2 separate regions of the Oryzias latipes genome follow, and region 1 is linked to region 2. The links are chromatin contacts, called in public Hi-C maps. All regions are on one chromosome and are shown on one strand. Each heading gives the region's core, a stretch centred on a gene start, on an enhancer-like site or on the middle of the called end of the contact. The rest is flanking DNA. Distances are from core to core; before and after follow the strand shown. Region 1 holds the start of hic1 (hypermethylated in cancer 1 protein). Region 2 has its middle 25 kb from the start of mir132.

What was found. A called contact is a pair of places that touch in the nucleus more often than the background predicts.
Region 1: a contact with region 2 is called in a Hi-C map of gastrula embryo, with 2.4 times the contacts expected there. The contact joins the promoter of hic1 here to the enhancer-like site in region 2. A contact is called at or near these places in 5 of 5 Hi-C or Micro-C datasets (embryo, fibroblasts and gastrula embryo).

Annotation. Positions count from the first base shown.
Region 1 is chr13:11,026,029-11,029,730 of ASM223467v1, reverse strand. hic1 (hypermethylated in cancer 1 protein) reads left to right here and starts at 1,351. Exons shown (of 2, transcript XM_004075333.4): 1 at 1,351-1,461. LOC110016198 (a long non-coding RNA gene) reads right to left here and starts at 1,222. Exons shown (of 3, transcript XR_002291499.2): 1 at 1,119-1,222; 2 at 1-23.
Region 2 is chr13:10,925,887-10,929,320 of ASM223467v1, reverse strand. No RefSeq gene overlaps it. Among protein-coding and RNA genes, the nearest start is that of mir132, 25 kb to the right of the region's middle. Within about 2 kb of position 1,845, at least 1 of the 8 cell types and tissues checked has an H3K27ac peak or open chromatin away from gene starts, as enhancers often do. A contact at or near this core is called in gastrula embryo, where this site is marked.

The DNA of each region.
Region 1 (3,702 bases), core at 102-2,601, 100 kb before region 2:
TGTTTGCTGTCATTTCAACCGCTCTGAAAAAACAACAGGTTTTTTCACAATACATTATTGACTTGAATGTGAAATTGCTGTAAATGACTTGACTTTGATTAAACAAATAAAAAAGGTGTGCATCTCTGTAACATTACATACTTAGTGGTTACTTTAGATAAAAAAAGCCTTAACTTTGGATAATTTAGATCAGGGGGCTGCAACCTGAGGTTCCATTGCCACATGTGGCTCCTTTAATCCTCCATTGTGGCTCTTTGGTTAAATAAGAACAAAAAAATGTATAGTTTTAAAAAGCAACGGTAAAGTAAAAAGTTAATAAGTAGTTAAGTTAAAAAAAAAAGCATGTAAACTTACTCAAACTTCATTCAACTCATTTAGAAACAGTCAGACTAAAGCTTTCTGACAGATTTTTAAGTCCCATGAACCACATAAAATCAAGTGGAAGTCAGTGAGCACAACCAGAGTTAAGGTGCACAGGATTATAGGGCAGATTTCCTAGTTTTGCACCTTAAGGTGCGGAAAACACGGCAAGGGACATTAATTAGCTCTGATTTTATTTGAGTCCATTAGATTTACCCATTTGTGGCTGAGGTGAACCACAAACAGTAAAATAAACTGTTTATTTTCAAATCACCGCTGACATTACAGTATCTCCTACATTTGGTGCATTGAGATGATTGTGACAGGGGTGTCTTTAATTTGAAAGAAAGTCATGAGAATCTCTGTCAAAAGTTATAAAAAAAACCTTCCTATTTAAAAAAAACGAAATGTTTATATTTTATTTATGTCAAAAAGCAAAGGAGTGTTCAAATTGATCACAACAGTAACAAATCTGGGTCTTATTTTTCTAAAAGGTGAAGACTTTATGGCTCCAATGGGTTGCAGTCAGTGAGAAATCGACCCAAATGAATGGCTCTTCAAGTGTTGAAGGTTAAAGGCCCCTGGTTTAAATATCTGAAATGGCACAAAGCCATCCATTGGTTTTAAATATTCTGGGTTTATCTTCTTGATAATCTAATATGCATAAAGATGCGTGCAATGATATGATTTAGCTATTACAGACTGTTTTTAATGTCTCTTCAAATGTAGGATTTACGGTGAAGCAGGTCGTGGCTCACCTTCCAATGCGGCCCCGCTACCACCGCGCGCGCGTCCGCTGCTGTCACGAGGCCTGTGGGACTTCTGCCGTTGGGTGTCGCTGTGCGACATGCATACTCCTCGCAGGCGGCACGCTTGGTCCGATCGGACCCCGGCACAGCCTAAAGGTGTCAGATCGTCCCGATGACATGTGAGGATTTTTGAAGTGTGGAAGAGGCTGAAGGAGAGGAAACTGGACAGGAAAAGCGCGCGGAAGGGAAGGTCTGAGGAGAAAGAAGGGTTGGAGTGCGGAGGGAAGTGCGGAGCGATTGCCGAAGAAGAGGAGGGAGAACACACGGCCAGATCACCAGACATGAGTGCGAGGTAAGAGGGACGGAGGCTGAGGGGCAAAGGGGGTATCCACGGAGACCGGTGTCAGGAAGACTGACTTTTATGAGTTTACCTCACACCTATTACGTTTGTGTTATTTTAATTATCGATGAAGCTCGAACTCGTGAAGAAATACACCCATCATTTCATTTCTAATTTTTCTCCTTTTAAATACATTTTCCTCACTTAAAATATGCCATCCAACATTTTTTTTTACATTTAAACTTTTTAAGGACCTCCAACAAGAAAATGAAGAATAGTGAAGGCATACAAAATAAAAATTTGAAACAAGTATTACATTGCCTAAAATCAGCGTTAGAGTAGACCCTGCTGTCCTTTTCGCAATTCAAAATCACTTGAACCAAAATCTTTATACAACCAGGTAAGGCCCCTGTTGTCTCAGAGGGCAACTTTTTTGTGTTGCCTTATGAGTTTGTCATCCTTTGAAATGCCATCAAGCCTCCTTTTGGCAATTTTTTTAGCTGAATTGACCCGTGGAGGTTTGAAGAAATATTAAGAACACGTAAAAATCTATCGATTTATCCAATTAATGGATGTAAATAAAACCCATAAATAACAATAATCAGTAATAACTGTGAGGACACACTGGGTTAGGGGGTTTTAGGTTCCTTGAAGGTTTTTGACATCTCAAAACTACTTTTCCGTTTTCTGAAACCTCCCCGATCACGCGCAAGAAATGCGCCACGCAGAGTTCGCTTTGGCTTCAACAGCTGCCTGTCTCTTTAAGACGATGTGTTGAGAAGTTCACGTCGAGGTCACTTGAAGTTCCTGCCCTCGATTTTACCTTTTAGTTTTATTATAGACTGACATCACACGGGGCGCTAAAACACTTAAGGCTCATAGAGGCTCCATTATCATCTCCGTGCGCCTTGTTGCTCAGACTCAAAAAATAGCAAACGGAATTAGAAGTAGGAGAAGAAAAAACAAGAGAGGAAAATGATGCTGCCCTAAGCACGTATTTTTTTCTTTTTTTGGAAAGGATGAGAAAGAGTGGAGAGGAGGGGCATTAAGGGAGACAGAGGGAGGAAAAGTGGGTGGGAGGACGTACCCAAGGAGCGAGAAGAAATTCATATCAATTAATAATCATAAAAAAAGAGCTGGCAGACGCGCTCGGAAAACTGGCATGGTTTTTGGGAGGCTGGCAGTTCAGCGCTGAAGCGTCAGATATGACTCCTGGTGACTGCTGAGATGATCATTAAGGGAGACTTAGATCGGATGGCAGAAGACATCGGGTATGCAGGTAAGAACAGAGCCACACAAGCAAAGAGGGACAGGGTGACATTCTGATTTCTTCCTCACTCTACAGCAAACTCCTCAGAGTTTTAAAAGTTTATTTTTGAGAAATTAAAGCTTTTTGCCAACTTTTAAATTAAACAGGAAAGCTTCGCTTTTCCATTAAACGCGACGTGTTTACTTATCAACTGAATTTGTTATTTAACTGTCTTAAGGATCAGGCGGCTGACACTGTCATGTAATAATTTATTAAAAATATGTCATAAAAAAGTTTTTTTCCCTTCTTTTTAGTATTTCTTTAAGTGTTTAACTTTTATTCAAAAAATCATAAAAGGCGAATATAATGCGCAAATAAATGTCCAATAGATGGTTAATTACATTTTATATTTTTCTTTTTTTACTGATGTAGGGCAAAAAGAAGACGCACTTAAGTTTTAGCAGCGACGCTGCAGAGGATCCATTTGTTTTAGTACAAGCAAAAATGATCAGATTTGGAATGACGGAGGCGCCTCTATGCGCGGCACCGCGGCTCTGAAGCGCGCAGGAGTCGCTCGAAACAGCTATCCGCCTTAGAGCCGTTTGCTGAAAAGTAGTTTTTTCTTTTGAGGATGGATGAGGCGCAAATCAGACGCGGATTCGCTCGTGATTCGGTTGACTGCTCGGTGCGTGACGCGCAGAGTTGAGGCGCGTTTGTGACAGAGAACGAGGGGAAACAGCAGCTTTAAAAACTCCACATGCAGAGTTGAATCCTTTGATCAGACCAAAAATAATTAGGAAATTACAAGTTATCTGTGTACTGTAGCAATAGGGAACAGCAAGCCTCTCATAATAAAATAAGGCAATGTAGTAACATTTTGTCCCATAAAGTAGATTAACCTAATTCAAGATTTTTTTTATTGTTCTTTTATGCCAATTTAAGGAATTTGCCGCCTTTTCACATTCATGTGGATTTCATAAATGCTTTCTTAAGTACGGATGGAA
Region 2 (3,434 bases), core at 596-3,095:
ACGTGGAGTTTGTTATAGCAAGGAAAGACTAATTTATAATTAAAAAAATGACAGTTTGACTTCACAATGTGAAAATGAACTTTTTAAAATGTTTTGCTCTTCAGATCAAGTTTTTCCTGCTGACTCCTGGCTAGGTGCAGGAAGTCTCAGCCCCCTGCTTGATAATGGTGAGATGCTGTGACCCGCAACAGTATGGATATAAAAACGAATGATCAAGACAACTCAAAGGTCTGGATGCTAAAGTGGCATATGTACAAGAATAACGTTTCTTTGGATATTTCCTATTTTGGATAGCACAAAGGTGCTCTGTTGTTCCTTTTTGAGCATTGTCTTCAGACACAAATCAGTTTACAGGCAGCTTTGAGCTCAAACAACAGCCATCAGTCAAGCGGTAATAGCCTTCTTTTATAGGCAGAGTGATATGGACAGACTTGAACAAGACACTGACCTGCAGAGGGAAAGATTAAAGCAAATGTTTACACAGTAGCACCCGCCGGACCGCCAGTAATCATCCATAGTGTCAACACAACACAAGAGTGTTTCTATAGATTATACACACTCACTTGTGGGTGTATATATGTAAACCCTCAAGCAGGTCTGGTACTTCAGTGTTAGTATGAGCGGAGAGGTGTTTATCCAACAGATGCTTGTAATCTCTCAGCGAAGTGAAGTGCTGCCCTAGGAAGAACAAACTTAAGACTCAGGTACAGAATTTGAAATACGATGAGAGGGTGCATTGTCATGCATTATTGATTTAGCAAGCTTTTCGGTTAAACGAGGGTTAAGGTAAAAACATGATATTAATTAATACTAATTAATAAATGCTATTAATTTTTCAGATCACTGAAAAAAGTACAAATATAAATGAGAAGTCATTGTTTTAGGCTATATTTCTAATTTTTTGTTTGAAGTTTACGTCATAAACAGGTCAGTTAATGAATTTGCATCTTGTATTTTTATCCATCCTGCAGGCAAAATAATAATAATAAAAAAAACATTTTAAATGAACTTTTGTTCTGAGGTATGCAGCCTTTGCAGAAGAACCCAAACACAATAAGGGAGTAAATAAGGACCATTTAAAGAGTTTTCCAGTCTCCATCCCCCTCACTTTAAGGAGTACACTGACCTTGACTTTGCAACAGCAGTACTCCTGAGTGCTTTCTGACAAGAACCAGTAACCGTGGCAACAGCTGCTAAAGTGCTGCTCTCTCATCTCCCTCTTCACCGTTACCTATAACTCGTTTCTACTGTCTCTCACTGCTGTGGTGAGTCATGATTCTGATCGTCAGGCATAACAATTCACATCGAAGTGGCACAAGTTCACATGTATGCTTCTCCGAAAAAAAAAACCCTCTTTTAGTCATTCATAAATGCTGTTCATTTTTTACTTGAAACTTGTTTTTCTTTGTTACTCGCATTGATCACAAAAGTAGTGTGTGTCATTATTACTCTGACGCAGTTTTTACTCTGACCTTTCCTTTCCAATGCAGTCAAGTAGAACGTACCTAGAACTAGGTTCTGACGTAATACATTTATGGAAAGCACTGCTACAAAAACAGCCCATGTCAGAGCTCGACTGCTGCCATGAAAACATTTTCTGATTTCACAGATAAATACTGTATTTGTACGAATCAATCATCATCCGATGAAGGAATTTTTTAAATAATTACTTTATTTACATACACATACATTTTTTGTGTCAGACAGCACCAGCTGCCCACGTGTCTTTGTGTTAGCAGGAGGAGGATTTTGAAACGAGAAGCCAACGCTCTGATCAAGAGGCTTCTGATATGCAGAGGAGATAAGGTCTGTTTGAAAGGCTAGCCACTTAGCCAAAGACCACTCCCGGCCAACAACAGCTGGCTTGGCATACCAAACACACCTTCATCTGTCTGATCAGGCCCCAGACTCTGACAGAAGATCATAATCACATCCATTCACCATTCAATTACCGTTCCTGGAACTGTGGGAAGACTGAATGAGAAGTATGCACCTTGGCCGAGGCACACACGTTTCATTGATGTTGAACGACTTCTTAGGGAAAAGTGTGTTTTTATTGGAGAAGGGTGAGTGGGGTTCACTTCATGAGTTTTATTTCGTGGTAGTGTACACGCGTGTGCAGCCAACTGCCAGAAAGTGTGTGCACGGTTCCGAAAAAAAAAGAAAGAAAACCACAGAGAAACAAGACAAAAGCAAGTTTGACACAAGAACAGGGAGAGAAAAAGTAGAAGATGCTGAGATGTTGCACTGCTCCCCTTCTCTCCAAATCAGGGATAATAAAAACATCACTAAGGCGTTTGTTTTGTTGACTGAGAAAAATGAAGACATGATCTTTGAAATCACAAATGCTACATCTGCAACATGGTAACTTACAACATTGGTTGTAAAATCTAAATTTATAAAAACTGTTAAAACCATATTGTCCCTTTCAAGTAATTGATCAAATATATAAAGATGACAAATATATAAAAACTACATAAGTTTGCATCCTCCCACTCCCTTTCAAGCAATTCATTAAACTTCTTTTGACAAACTTAATATTTAAAGATTTCAATGTGTGTATTGAAGCAAATGGGTGTATTTATGATTAGGAGTAATTATAATTGAATTTTTTACATTTGCACATAGATAAACATATATTTTCCAACCAATTCACGATTAACAATTATTTAGACATATATTACCGTTTTTTGTTTTGCTTTAGCTTTATTTTTGCTTTGATTGCTTAGAATAAACCATTTTAAAATCCCAAATAAAAAAAAGGATATCAGGTTTTGAAGTCAGTTTTAAAATCTGTCACAAAAGTTGTCTGCATCTCCGACTGCAGATTTGATCTGCACCCGTACTGCCCTTAGAACAGTCTGAAGGGAGACCAGGGAAAGACTAAAATAATTCAAGAGCATTAGAAAAATTGATGGAAATGATTAAACCTGTGCAACTTTTGAAACAAGAAAAACTTGTTGAGTTTTCATAAAGTTTGGTATTGCAGCAATAAATGGTAACAAAATTATCAAAATGCCAAAATGATTTCTTTTCCTTAAAGAAATATATAGTGGATTCGTTTTTTTCTGTTTCAATAAAGGTATTTGCTTTTATCATGATGAAAAAAAGAGTGGCGTGGAAATCACAGTTTTAAAAGGATGATTTGAAATTTTTGGGCACAGAGGTAAAAATTGTGTGGCAAGATTTTTCATTGTGAAATACTCCCGGTTAAAGTTTATATGAAATAAAAAAGATTTCAAGAATTTGCTTTAATTTAAATAACTGAATTTGTTCTAGATTCTCTTTTATTACACCTCTGACCAGACAAAATGTTTCTTTCTGTTATTTTTCATTTCATTCTTGACTAATTGAAAAGGTGTAGTGGCTTTGCCCTTCAAGTATCAAATATCTCACTTCATAGCTGGACTTTAAATAGTCTGTTTGTTCTACTG